2 separate regions of the Mus musculus genome follow, and region 2 is linked to region 1. A link is a contact called in public HiChIP or PLAC-seq data. All regions are on one chromosome and are shown on one strand. The core of a region is the stretch at or near the end of the contact, and the rest is flanking DNA. Distances in the headings are between cores, read along the strand shown. Region 1 has its middle 82 kb from the start of Gm33919. Region 2 has its middle 33 kb from the start of Gm46201.

What was found. HiChIP or PLAC-seq counts read pairs in DNA pulled down with a chosen protein or histone mark.
Region 2: an H3K27ac HiChIP or PLAC-seq map of extraembryonic endoderm stem cells shows a contact between it and region 1, with 4 times the contacts expected there. The contact joins two enhancer-like sites. A contact is called at or near these places in 1 of 15 datasets of contacts at CTCF or cohesin (the NIH/3T3 cell line) and 2 of 115 datasets of contacts at active chromatin or transcription factors (embryonic stem cells and extraembryonic endoderm stem cells).

What each region holds. Positions count from the first base shown.
Region 1 is chr10:83,842,674-83,847,895 of GRCm38.p6, reverse strand. No RefSeq gene overlaps it. Among named protein-coding and RNA genes, the nearest start is that of Gm33919, 82 kb to the left of the region's middle. Within about 2 kb of position 1,300, at least 14 of the 459 cell types and tissues checked have an H3K27ac peak or open chromatin away from gene starts, as enhancers often do. A contact at or near this core is called in extraembryonic endoderm stem cells, where this site is marked.
Region 2 is chr10:84,299,653-84,305,153 of GRCm38.p6, reverse strand. No RefSeq gene overlaps it. Among named protein-coding and RNA genes, the nearest start is that of Gm46201, 33 kb to the left of the region's middle. Within about 2 kb of position 2,158, at least 20 of the 459 cell types and tissues checked have an H3K27ac peak or open chromatin away from gene starts, as enhancers often do. A contact at or near this core is called in extraembryonic endoderm stem cells, where this site is marked.

The DNA of each region.
Region 1 (5,222 bases), core at 51-2,550:
CTTGTTAGATCCTTTAGTATCCACAGAAAGCCCGGTTCTTATTTGACCTACAGAGAATTGAATCATTCTGTCTGACAGAAGTGAATCTGGAGACTTTGGTTTAAGCAACTAGGAAGCATTGATTAGAACTGGACTCTTTCCCCTGTGGAACTGGGGAGGGAGATGATAAGAATGGAAAGGCCTGGGGCCCTCCAAGGGAAAGTCTCCAAAATTAAAACCCAGAGGCAGCTCAACAAAGAGGAGGACAGACAGGTGTTACATCTTTGAAGCTCCTGGATGAAGCCATGATACAGGGGGTCCTGTTCAGGTTTGTTTTCTCTGCCAATTAAAGGGTGAAAAGGCAGGACAAAAAACTCACGTGGACCAGGTCTCTGTGGAGAATCTTGACCACCATAAACAGGAGCAGGCAGAATCAGCAGGTGGAGAAAGGGGTTTATTAAAAGTTCCTCTGCAGAGCAGTGGGGGACTCGGGAACTTTTAATGCCTCTGAAGAGTTGTTCTCCTGTAAGCTAGGGTTGGTCAGTTTGAAGAGAGACAGATGATTGGCCCACTACTGTTGTGTAGCATGTCCTGAGCCTGCCTTCTGTTTGTTGAACTAGCCCATCAGCCCAGGCCCTGCTGCTGAGGGACAAAAGCCTACAGTCTTTGCTCTATGCCACCAGGCTTCTGTCTCAAGTCAGGAGGGTGAGGAAGAAGCCGCCACCTTGGCTGTTCGGCACCTTTATTGCTTAGCCAAGGCCCCTCTCCATAGCTGTCTGCCCACCAGGGTGTCTGTCTAACTAACTCCTAGTCTCTCCACCACTCCTGATCTCACACTGCTTTTGCCACGTGACCCAACCAAGTTTTGTTTGACTTAAACTTTGAATTGAAGCGTTACCTGATAATCTTCTACATACATCTGAGTTTTTTCTTTGGCTTGGTTTGGCTTATGCTAAGGCCCTGAGCATGCCATCTATACTGCTCTGGGCTTGGTATTTTACGACTGCAGGAGTCTCAAGTCCACAAAGACCCCTAGGGTGACCCATGAAGATTTGGTGCCTGAAACCCCCAAGGGCCTAAAGGGCTAAGGTAAAGTTAATTGCGTCTGATCCCAAACACCTTCAATGAGAAGTCACCCTCGTGCCATTGTAACATCAAATTATCTCCCGTTAATTGGCCCCTATTTCTCTTCAGTCCCTTCTTGCTGTTAAATATTTGTACTGGCATTTTAGTCAGGAAGAAGTTAGGGAGCCTAATTGCCCAGCCTGCACTTAACTGACAGCCCTGTTACCAGATAGCTCCAGAAAGAAAACAATGGGGGGCTTAACATTGCTGGAGGAATGTCAGGTATGTGCTCATAAAATCTAATCAGTTGAGAGCAGGGAGAGCCTGAGATGAGCCTGCTAATCTTTTCTGGGGGCTCAAAACATGAAGTGCTTCCAGCATTAAACTCTTTTCACACAGTTTGGGCATTCTCTTTTAAACTGGTAAAAAAAAATGTGACTTTCTTACAAATATAAACAGGACATATGCCTCAGATTTTAGTGCATCCACCAATTGACAAGGGAGCCAGAGGTGTTAAACTGGTTCACAGGAGAACTCAAAGAGGAGACCTATATGCAGGGCATCAGCAAGGCTAATGGATGCCCATCTGAAAACGGGCTCAGTGACCAGAGTCCTCCACCCTAAGTTCACTGGCATTGGCTGTGAGCAAGAACTGTATTTTGTTACGTGGTTTTTCTGTTTACAGAGTTCCAAAATAACATAAGGACCATTGAAGGCACAGATTACTGTACAATCCAAAAACCCCAATCACAGTACTGAGGCACACCCAGAGTTCCATAGGGCTTTCAGGAATACCATTGCTTTTAGGATATATTTTTTTTAATTATTATGGTTGACAGATTCTAGTATCAGTCTACATTAACCATGCATATAGCATACCTTTTAATTGAGCATTTCTGTTCTTTCTCAAAATTCTACCAAGACTTGGTTTCTTCATTTGGAAAAGAGGAAATTGTAATAATCATCTTTCTAAGGTGTGAGGATGAAATGCAGCAATGTCTGGGAAATGCCCTAGAACTTCAGTAACTACTCACTACCTAGGGCAGCGGTCTGGGGCAGGTGGGGAGGGAGATGAGGTTGGCAGTGGGGGGAGTCAATGTCACCTGGAACAACTCATCTGATTCTGATTCAAAAATGTTCTACATTCCCTTAACATTTTTGAGAAGTTCTAGAATAGCAGATCGTCTGTAGCTATGTGCTAGAGGTTAGATCTAGAATGTTCCCCAAAGGCTGGTGTTATAGGGTCAGTCCTCAGGTTGACATTGTTGGAAAACAGTGGAAACTATTAAGAAGTTAGGGTGAGTGAGAGGTTTTTGAGGCTGGTAGACAGCCTCAAAAGTATTTGTGGGACCTCGGTCTCTTTCTTTTACTTTCTAGTGCTTTCAGTCCTAGCCATGAGACAGGGAGTTTGCCATATTTCCTGCTGTAATAAGTTGCCTCACCATGGCCCAAAAGGCAGTTTGGCCAGTCTCCCACACACACACACACCCACACCCCACCCCTGCTTCTCTCTATCTCTATCTCTCTCTTTCTCTGAAAATGAATTTATTTGAACTTTATCAGTTCAATATTTTAGCTACAAAAGACAGCCTTTAGTACCATCACTTTAAATTCTAAACATTGCCCACTAAGTGATAAACCAGCCTGCCTCCATCTTAGGGTTGAAAGTCATCTTATAGTAAAGACAAATTAGGTTCATTCCTGTTCATGATTAATTGTTTCTCATGGGCTGGGCTGAGCCCTACCTGTAATCTTAACTAAAAAATGTTTCTGTACTGCCTGTTTCAGGAAATGGCAATGGTGCCTTTGTTTCAAAAGGTTATATGACCACCTGTTGTTTTGACCACCTGTTGTTATGGCCACCTTGTTACAACCACCTTGTTATGACCTCCTGTTGTTACAACCATCTCGTTATGACCACCTTGCTATGATCACCTGTTGTTACAACCATCTTGTTATGACCACCTGTTGTTTTGATCACCTGTTGTTGTGACCACCTGTTGTTACAACCACCTTGTTATGACCACCTTGTTAAGACTACCTTGTTTTGACCACCTGTTTTTATGGCCACTTTGTTATGACGACCTGTTGTTACAACTGAAGAGTAGAAAAATACTGACTGCCCTAAGAACATGGGCCCCAGCCCCCTGCCAGATGGCCTATTTACCCGAAACTTATGAGAAAAACAACCGCAGAATGTTTCAATGTCCCAGGTGCCTTGAAACAAACATCCGCCCCCAGACTTCCCCATATTTCCTCCCCGATCCTCCCGCTGGTTTGTGGTTTTTGCCTTTATAAGCCTGCTGAAAAATAGGGTTGGGGTCGAACTCCTCTACCCCTGCATGGTGTATGAGTCTCGGCCCCAGCATGCTGGTTTGAGCTCTTGTCCCGTCTTCTTGCTGTTAATAAACTTCCTCGTGTGATTACAGCAAGTTCGGTCTCAGTGTCTCGCTGGGTGCGCGCTATTCCCAAGACTTGAGTGAGGGTCTCTCTTCGGGGGGTCCTTCACAACCACCTTGTAATGACCACCTGTTGTTACAACCACCTTGTTATGATCACCTTGTAGCCATGCCTTTGTTTGTTTCAGGGGCTTGTTGTGGACACCTTGTTGTGTTTTTGTTCTGCTTCTGTAACCCTACCTATTTGCCTGACAAATCCCCCATTTAGAAACCCCCTACTCTACTTCTAAGCTATAAAAATCCTTATTTTCTCCATGTTCAAAGATGATATCTTAAACCCTACCTTAGGGTGCAACAGCCTGTAAAAAAGACATGAATAAAGCTTGCTTTAGTTAATTTGGCCATGTTTGAGTCAGTAGTCTTTCTCCTCCCATCTGTGGATTTAACATAAGGACTGAGAACAAGCATCAACACCTAGGAACCTGTGGTAAACTTTTAGTGTTTTTAAGTGGATCATCTCAGTATTTATTACAGTAACTGAAAGCTACCCACACAATACTGGAAATTTTTATCTCTAGATGTAAATAAATTCTGACTGCCTGCTCTCTTCCCTCAAAAAAATAAAATAGCCATTGCTGCAGTCATAAGCAAATACACTTCATTATTTCTGATCTATATGTATCCCTGTAGTATGACTTCTGTTATAAGTGACAAAATGAAGCAAAATCCAAATGTCATGGTTAAACAAAAGATATCGGCAAAGCTCAGGTTGACTCTTAGAGGAATAAGGAATACTATAATAAGATATAGAAGTATACTATATACAGTACAGTAAGAAGCTATAGGGTAAACATAAAGTAGGTGAAGATGAGGTTAAAGCAAGGTCTTGATTAGAATTGGGGAAGGCCCATAGTGTAACAGCCAAGAAGCGATAGAAGCATTAAGGTGAGAAAATTTTAACAGGGCAAGACAATGCAGCAGCTTCTCCAGCTTTTACTCTTGCTGAGGCCATTTCAAATTTTCAGAATTTCAGTATCAATCAGAATTTAATCTCCTTGTTGAAGTATTTCACAGAAAATTACCCAACTCTAGTCTAAGAACTAGAAATCAAGATGACCCAGTTGACTTCGCTTCTGTTAAACTGCCTGCTTATGCAAACCTCCCCCTCCATCTAATTGCTTAGCTTAGCTTCTGTTAAACTGCTTGCTTGAGTAAACTCCCCCTACAGTTGTGGAGTGAGATACCAGGATGTATTTTTGCCTTTAAAAGTCACTTGTTCTAAATTCTCAGAGTTATACTTGTGTCCCAAATATCTGAGCACAGTCCCAGATAGCTGGAAAAAAAAAAAGACCTTTATTAACTGTGTCAAGTGGTCATCTCTGGTGGGCTTCCTGTAACAAATTCAAAACACGGGATTCACAGAAACCTTGTGGTACTAGATAACAGTCTCCATGGAGAGTTGTCAATATGCCTGTGCTAGTGAAGAGAGAAGACTAGGACCAAGTCATGTGACTGTAGATAGTGTAGTGTGGCTTAGGGTTCTTGGGATCTAGGCCTATATGGTTTGTATATAAAATGTTGTCCCAAACCTCATAGACCAAATGTCTTGATTGCCAGTGAAATGTTCAGAAGCGGGACTTCCGTGATGGGAATGAATCATGAGGACTCTGACCAAATCCATGGATGGGTCTACTGTTGGATTTATAGTTTCATGGTGTTATTGGAGGATGATGGCAACTAGTAGGTGGGACCTGGTTGTGGGGAGTAGCTCATTGGGGA
Region 2 (5,501 bases), core at 909-3,408, 460 kb before region 1:
AACACAGAAGAATCGAAGACTCTTGACCCAGGAGGCTGAAACCCAAGCTCTACTCCTTCATTTTGAACATTGGGTCCCTTCAAAGCAATCAGATGGATCTCCTTTAACGAGGAGAGCCCCCATGACCTACCCATTTCTAAAAGTGTTCATTTCCTTAGTGCCATAGTAACAATAAAATTTCAACATGAATGGGGGGGGCATTTAAATTATAGCAATATCTATCTCTTGTTTTTTGTTTTTTGTTTGTTTGTTTTTAACATTCCAGGAGACCCCAGATTATGGACCTATTTTTAAAAGATTTGTTTATTTTGTATCGTGTATGTGTATGTGTGTGTGTGTGTGTGTGTGTGTGTGTGTGTGTGTGTGCATGTATGTATGTATGTGTGCTACAGATGCCAGAAGAGGGTGTTGGGTCCTCTGGAGCTGGAATTACAGTTTGTAAGCCATCTAACATAGGTGCTGAAAGTCCTCTTGAAGAGCAGCAAGCAGTCTTGGCCACTGAGCCATTTTGCAGTCCCTTTCCCATAATTTCTAGACTCACGCATGTTGCATGATGCAAAGAACCTTGTGAGTAATTGAAAAATTGAGGAATAATAGACTGTCCTTATGAAAGGGAGATATGGGGCCAGGCAAATTCACTTTGCCATTGCAATGTAGATCATCCATGATTCTCTGACACAATCTGTGATTGGGTGTTAAGTCAGCTGTATCTGTGTGTGTTGCATAGGTGCCCTGTGTAGCTCATGCTTCTAAGGCATGCTTGGAGTAAGAGAAGGAAATGACTCAGTTTCTAAGATTCAGAAGTTCTTAGTGACAGTGAAGAGACAGTCAAGTCAGCTAGCACGACAGCATTTTGTGGAATAAACAAATGTGTAAGTAGGATGTTAATGTACAGAAACTGGCGGGGGCTTTGCAGACAGATGGGTCTGATCTCAAGCCTGGCTCTGTTCTTGTGACTTGTGACTTTGTGCCTTACTTAATCATGGAGTAAAAGTTCTGTTTGGAGCCTGGTATGATAGATATTGACCAAGATCTTACTTGTAAAGGGGTGGCCCAGTCTGTGGCATAGAGTGGTATGACTGGAAGCCATTATCATCAAGGTTAATATTATCACGCACACTCACAACTCTCCAGAGTCCCCTGGTTGTGTGGGCATGTGCACATTTCTTTCTGCCTCTTGTATTCATGCCATTGGGAATTTCACTTGCCATTCTGTGTTTGGATGTGATCAGAGATAACCATTAGACTACCCATCCACTGTATACGTGGCCACTGGAGTACAGTGGAGCGTAATCAGGCCTAAAGTCAAGGTATTTTCTCTCACAGGACTTATGTTCTAGAGAGATAAATACAACACACACACAATGATATCAGGCAACGCTACAGAGATACATCATGAAAAGAAGGGGCCAAGTATTGGTGTGATATAGATTAATTTATTCCTGGACTTAACCCCATGTGTCCAGAGCAGTGATAAAGCAGTTTGCTCAAGTCAAAGTTGTCTTTGGTTGCTTTTTTTCTTCATATTTTAGTGTGAACCAAAAAGCATGTCTAGGAAGACACTGTAATAACCTGCATCAAATGTGTCTGGTTGTCCTAAGAAGCATATGAACCAATGTAGCTAAAACATGGAGTAGTAACAAGAAAGACTGAAGCAGAGATCATAGAGTCCAGCATGTTGTTAGAATATCGATGCATGCTAATTTGGCCGGCAGATTGATCACATGCATGGTCTCTGTTGCTAGGACCCCATGGCTGCCCCAGACTCACAGGTTGAGGGTGGATCAGCCCAGACAACCAGCGTGCAGGAAGCAGGGAAGCTAAAGCAGACATTCCCATGCCAGCAGGTATCCAGCAGTGCACAGCTGCTTATGCTGTGACTGATCCCCTTCGGTTAGAACAGGAATATGTCTAATTAGGCTGATTTATTGAATACTCAGCCTCCATCTGATAGGCTTTATTTTACCATTATTTATGACTTGCTGAGTCCTGGCAGTGAGCTCTGCAGGAAAGGAGGTACAGCCAGGGGCTGAGAAGGGTCGAAGGTAAGGCAGGGAAAACCTCAAAGCTCCCTCAGTTGGCACAAGGGTGGATGGACCCTGAGGGAGGTGGTGACATCTCTAAGGTGTGTTTAGCTGGTTGACATTCCCAGCATTCTTTCCATATCTCAGTCCTACTCCCTTCCCAGTCTCCTGTTTTCCTTCCTGAGAATTGTCTGCCCCAGCTCACAGGCTTTCATTTGGTCATATCAAGCCCGCCCATTCATCTCTGTGTGTTGGTTTATAGACCTTGGCATATCGTCACATTTTTTTAATTAGGTATTTTCTTCATTTACATTTCAAATGCTATCCCCAAAGTCCCCCAGACCCTCCCCCCCACTCACCTACCCCCCACTCCCATTTCTTGGCCCTGGTGTTTCCCCCTCCGCCCCCGTACTGAGGCATATAATGTTTGCAAGACCAAGGGACTTCTCTTCCCAATGATGGCCGACTAGGCCATCTTCTGATACATATGCAGCTAGAGACACGAGCTCCAGGGGTACTGGTTAGTTCATATTGTTGTTCCACCTATAGGGTTGCAGACCCCTTTAGCTCCTTGGGTTGGAGAAAAGAGAGGTGTGAACAGGGGGGCCTGAGGGAGAAAGAGGAAAGACTGTTTACTCTCATGAAGAAGACTAGAAACTTCTTATAGTTCTCTTTCTTTGGCTGGGGGTGGGGGTGTAGATGAAAGACAAGGGTATCATACCCAGCTGCACCAAGGTCCAAGGTGTGGGTCTGAGCAGAAGCATTAGGCAGCCCCAGTTGTGCCCTCTTCAAGGACAGATGCTCATGATGCCTGAGGAGGCCCATGGCATTCACATTCCTTTCCAGAGATCTGAAAAGGGTGAAGCAGGGAAGCTAAACCAATAGTCCGGAGCCATCTTTGGCACATGGAATGTCACAGACTCAGCAAAGAGTTACTAGCTATTCTTGCTTCCCTGAGGCTCCAGTTTTGTAGGGAGGACCTGAAGGTTTCCTGGACAGGAAGACTTCCCCCTTTTCTTGCTGGGTGGTTTTAAGGTGTGGAAGCAGCCAAATTGCTGGGAAAGTTGTGGGTGGGCTGAGGGCCAAGGATAATGAAGGTATCATTGGGTCAGCATTTTGCCTGAGCATCTACCCTGGTTTCTGGTTGACACTCAGCCTTCAGATCCCATTGTCCTGAAGTCTGGATGGCTGGCTTGTAATATTAGCATCATTTATGCTTACAGGAGGAGCAGAAGGCCAAGGCATCCCATCCCCCACAGCTCTACAGGGAAGGCCAGGACACGGAGGGCAGACAGACAGAGAAGACTGGGCTAATCTTGGAGTTGGGTCTTCCAGCTCAGAGCTCACATCTTAGCAGGAGGCTGCAGGAAACAGCTGGATCCTATGATGAAAAAAAGAAGGAATGGGAAATTCAATGTTGGATGCCGAGGGAAAAGGGAAACTGACCTCCCACAGTGTAATGGTCCAGCTCCAGACTGACTGGACATTATTCAATAGCCTGACCCAGATGCTGTAGTTTTCCATGGGTGGGGAAGGGTACAGAGGGAGCTGTTGGCTCTTAGGATCTTGACCTAGTAGCTGAGAGCCTGAAAGAGCATGGGAATTTGCTTAGCTTGCTAGGCAGGGTCTGCTGTTTCTGGTCAACCTATAGAGCTGAGTGCTTGCACGGCTGTCAGGAAATCAGGGTTCATCCATTCATAGAAAGACCTTTTGATTATTTTGTTTTGTTTTTCCATTTGATTGTTTTGTAAGTTGGAAATACAGGGTGTCTTAGCTACTTTTCCTGTTGCTATTAAAAAAATATTTGACAAATGCAACTTAAGGAAGGAGAGTCTTATTCTGGCTTAGAGTTCAAGGGGATTTTTCAAGTATGGCAGAGAAGACACAGAAGCAGATATTGGATCCAACTATCACTTTGTACCAGCAGTCTGGAAGGAGAAAGGAGACAGGAAATGGGGTAAGCTATCTATTGTCAAACCCAACCTGTCATGATCCAATTTATCTAGCAATGATCTACCTCCTAAAAGCTGGGGACCAAGTATTCAAACGTGCAAGCCTAAGAAGGATTTCTCACATTCAAAGCACAGCACAGGGCAAGGTCATGGTCAACTGTTGTTAAAGCATCTTCAAGAATGGGCCATCTGGAGGAGCTAGTGCTGAGGTCTGAGAGCAGCAGATTCATATTCATATTCATATTCTCGGTGTCTGCTTTGAATATCAGCCCATTCTGTTTCTCTCTGCTCCATATTGACAGGTTTACCAAAGGATAGGAGAGGACCAGAAAAGGAGAGGAAGGTCCAAAATGTGTTTTATATTTTAATGTAGCATAAACTTTTGACACCTCTTTAAAATACAACCATCAATCAAACCCAAGAGGAATATCTGGTTAACATCATTGCCTCTTCAGCTTGCTGTCTCTAATATAACCATCTCCCATGAAGCAGAAGGCAATAAAAAGACTGTGAATGTGATCCATCTCTGGGCTATGTCTTCAAGTAATTTTTTTTTTTTACTATGGCCTATACATTCATATAAAGCTGAAAGGTGAAACATATCTTTGACAGTTATGCTTACCCTTATTGCCTACAACGAATTATGATGCATTCTACTTTGTCATATTTTATATTCTTTTTCAAAGTCCTAATTGACTGGATACGTTGGCTTAGAAACCCCAGTGGTCTCAATAGCTTCCCACAGGGTGGCTTTACTTTCAGTGTAGCTGACACCAGTTACAGCCAGGGTCTTTACTGTTGCCCATTCAACACTGACCAAGATTATGGGAGCAAGAATTAAAACTCAGATTATTACTAAAAGAATTACTGTGTAGAAGTAACTTTCATTCACCTGATATTGTCATCTCAGAGGCTTACTGCCACTGTCTGGTAACCTAGGCCTCATCCTGGAAGTTTCCAGCCTCCATACAATTGTATCTTTGTCTAGAATGTTTTCAACTTCTGCTTACTTACTGCTGAATATGCTCAGCCTTTCTAACTCTTTCTGGATGCTGGCTAGATGGTCAACTCAGCTATTATAGCTCAAACTGCTTTCCAAGCTGACTGATTTAGTCTGGCTTGTCCCATGGCCGCCTCTGATTTTTTGCTCTGCTTACCCTTAAAGTAACTCTGGCAATCTGTTCTAATCTAGCTCCTTCTCAATTTCTAGCTCATTGTGTCTAGCTTGTTCTATTTCTGCAACCTGTCTCTGTACAACTGTTCCAGTAAAACTGCCTCCTTCTCCTCTTCTTCCCTCTGGACTGCTTCTCAAGTAGCTTCCGTTTCCTCTCTCTTCTTGTGAGAGTTGGGCATATCCTATTCTGTCAAATCTTTCTCTGATTCGTCACTTTGTCCGCCACTCAATTAGACACCATTTTCAAACATGGCTGCTTTCTTCAACAAACTAACTTCACCTCCATTGTTTGGGATTAAAGGTGTGTACTAAGGCTAAGCCACATCACAACTAGAAACAGTTTTTTTTTTT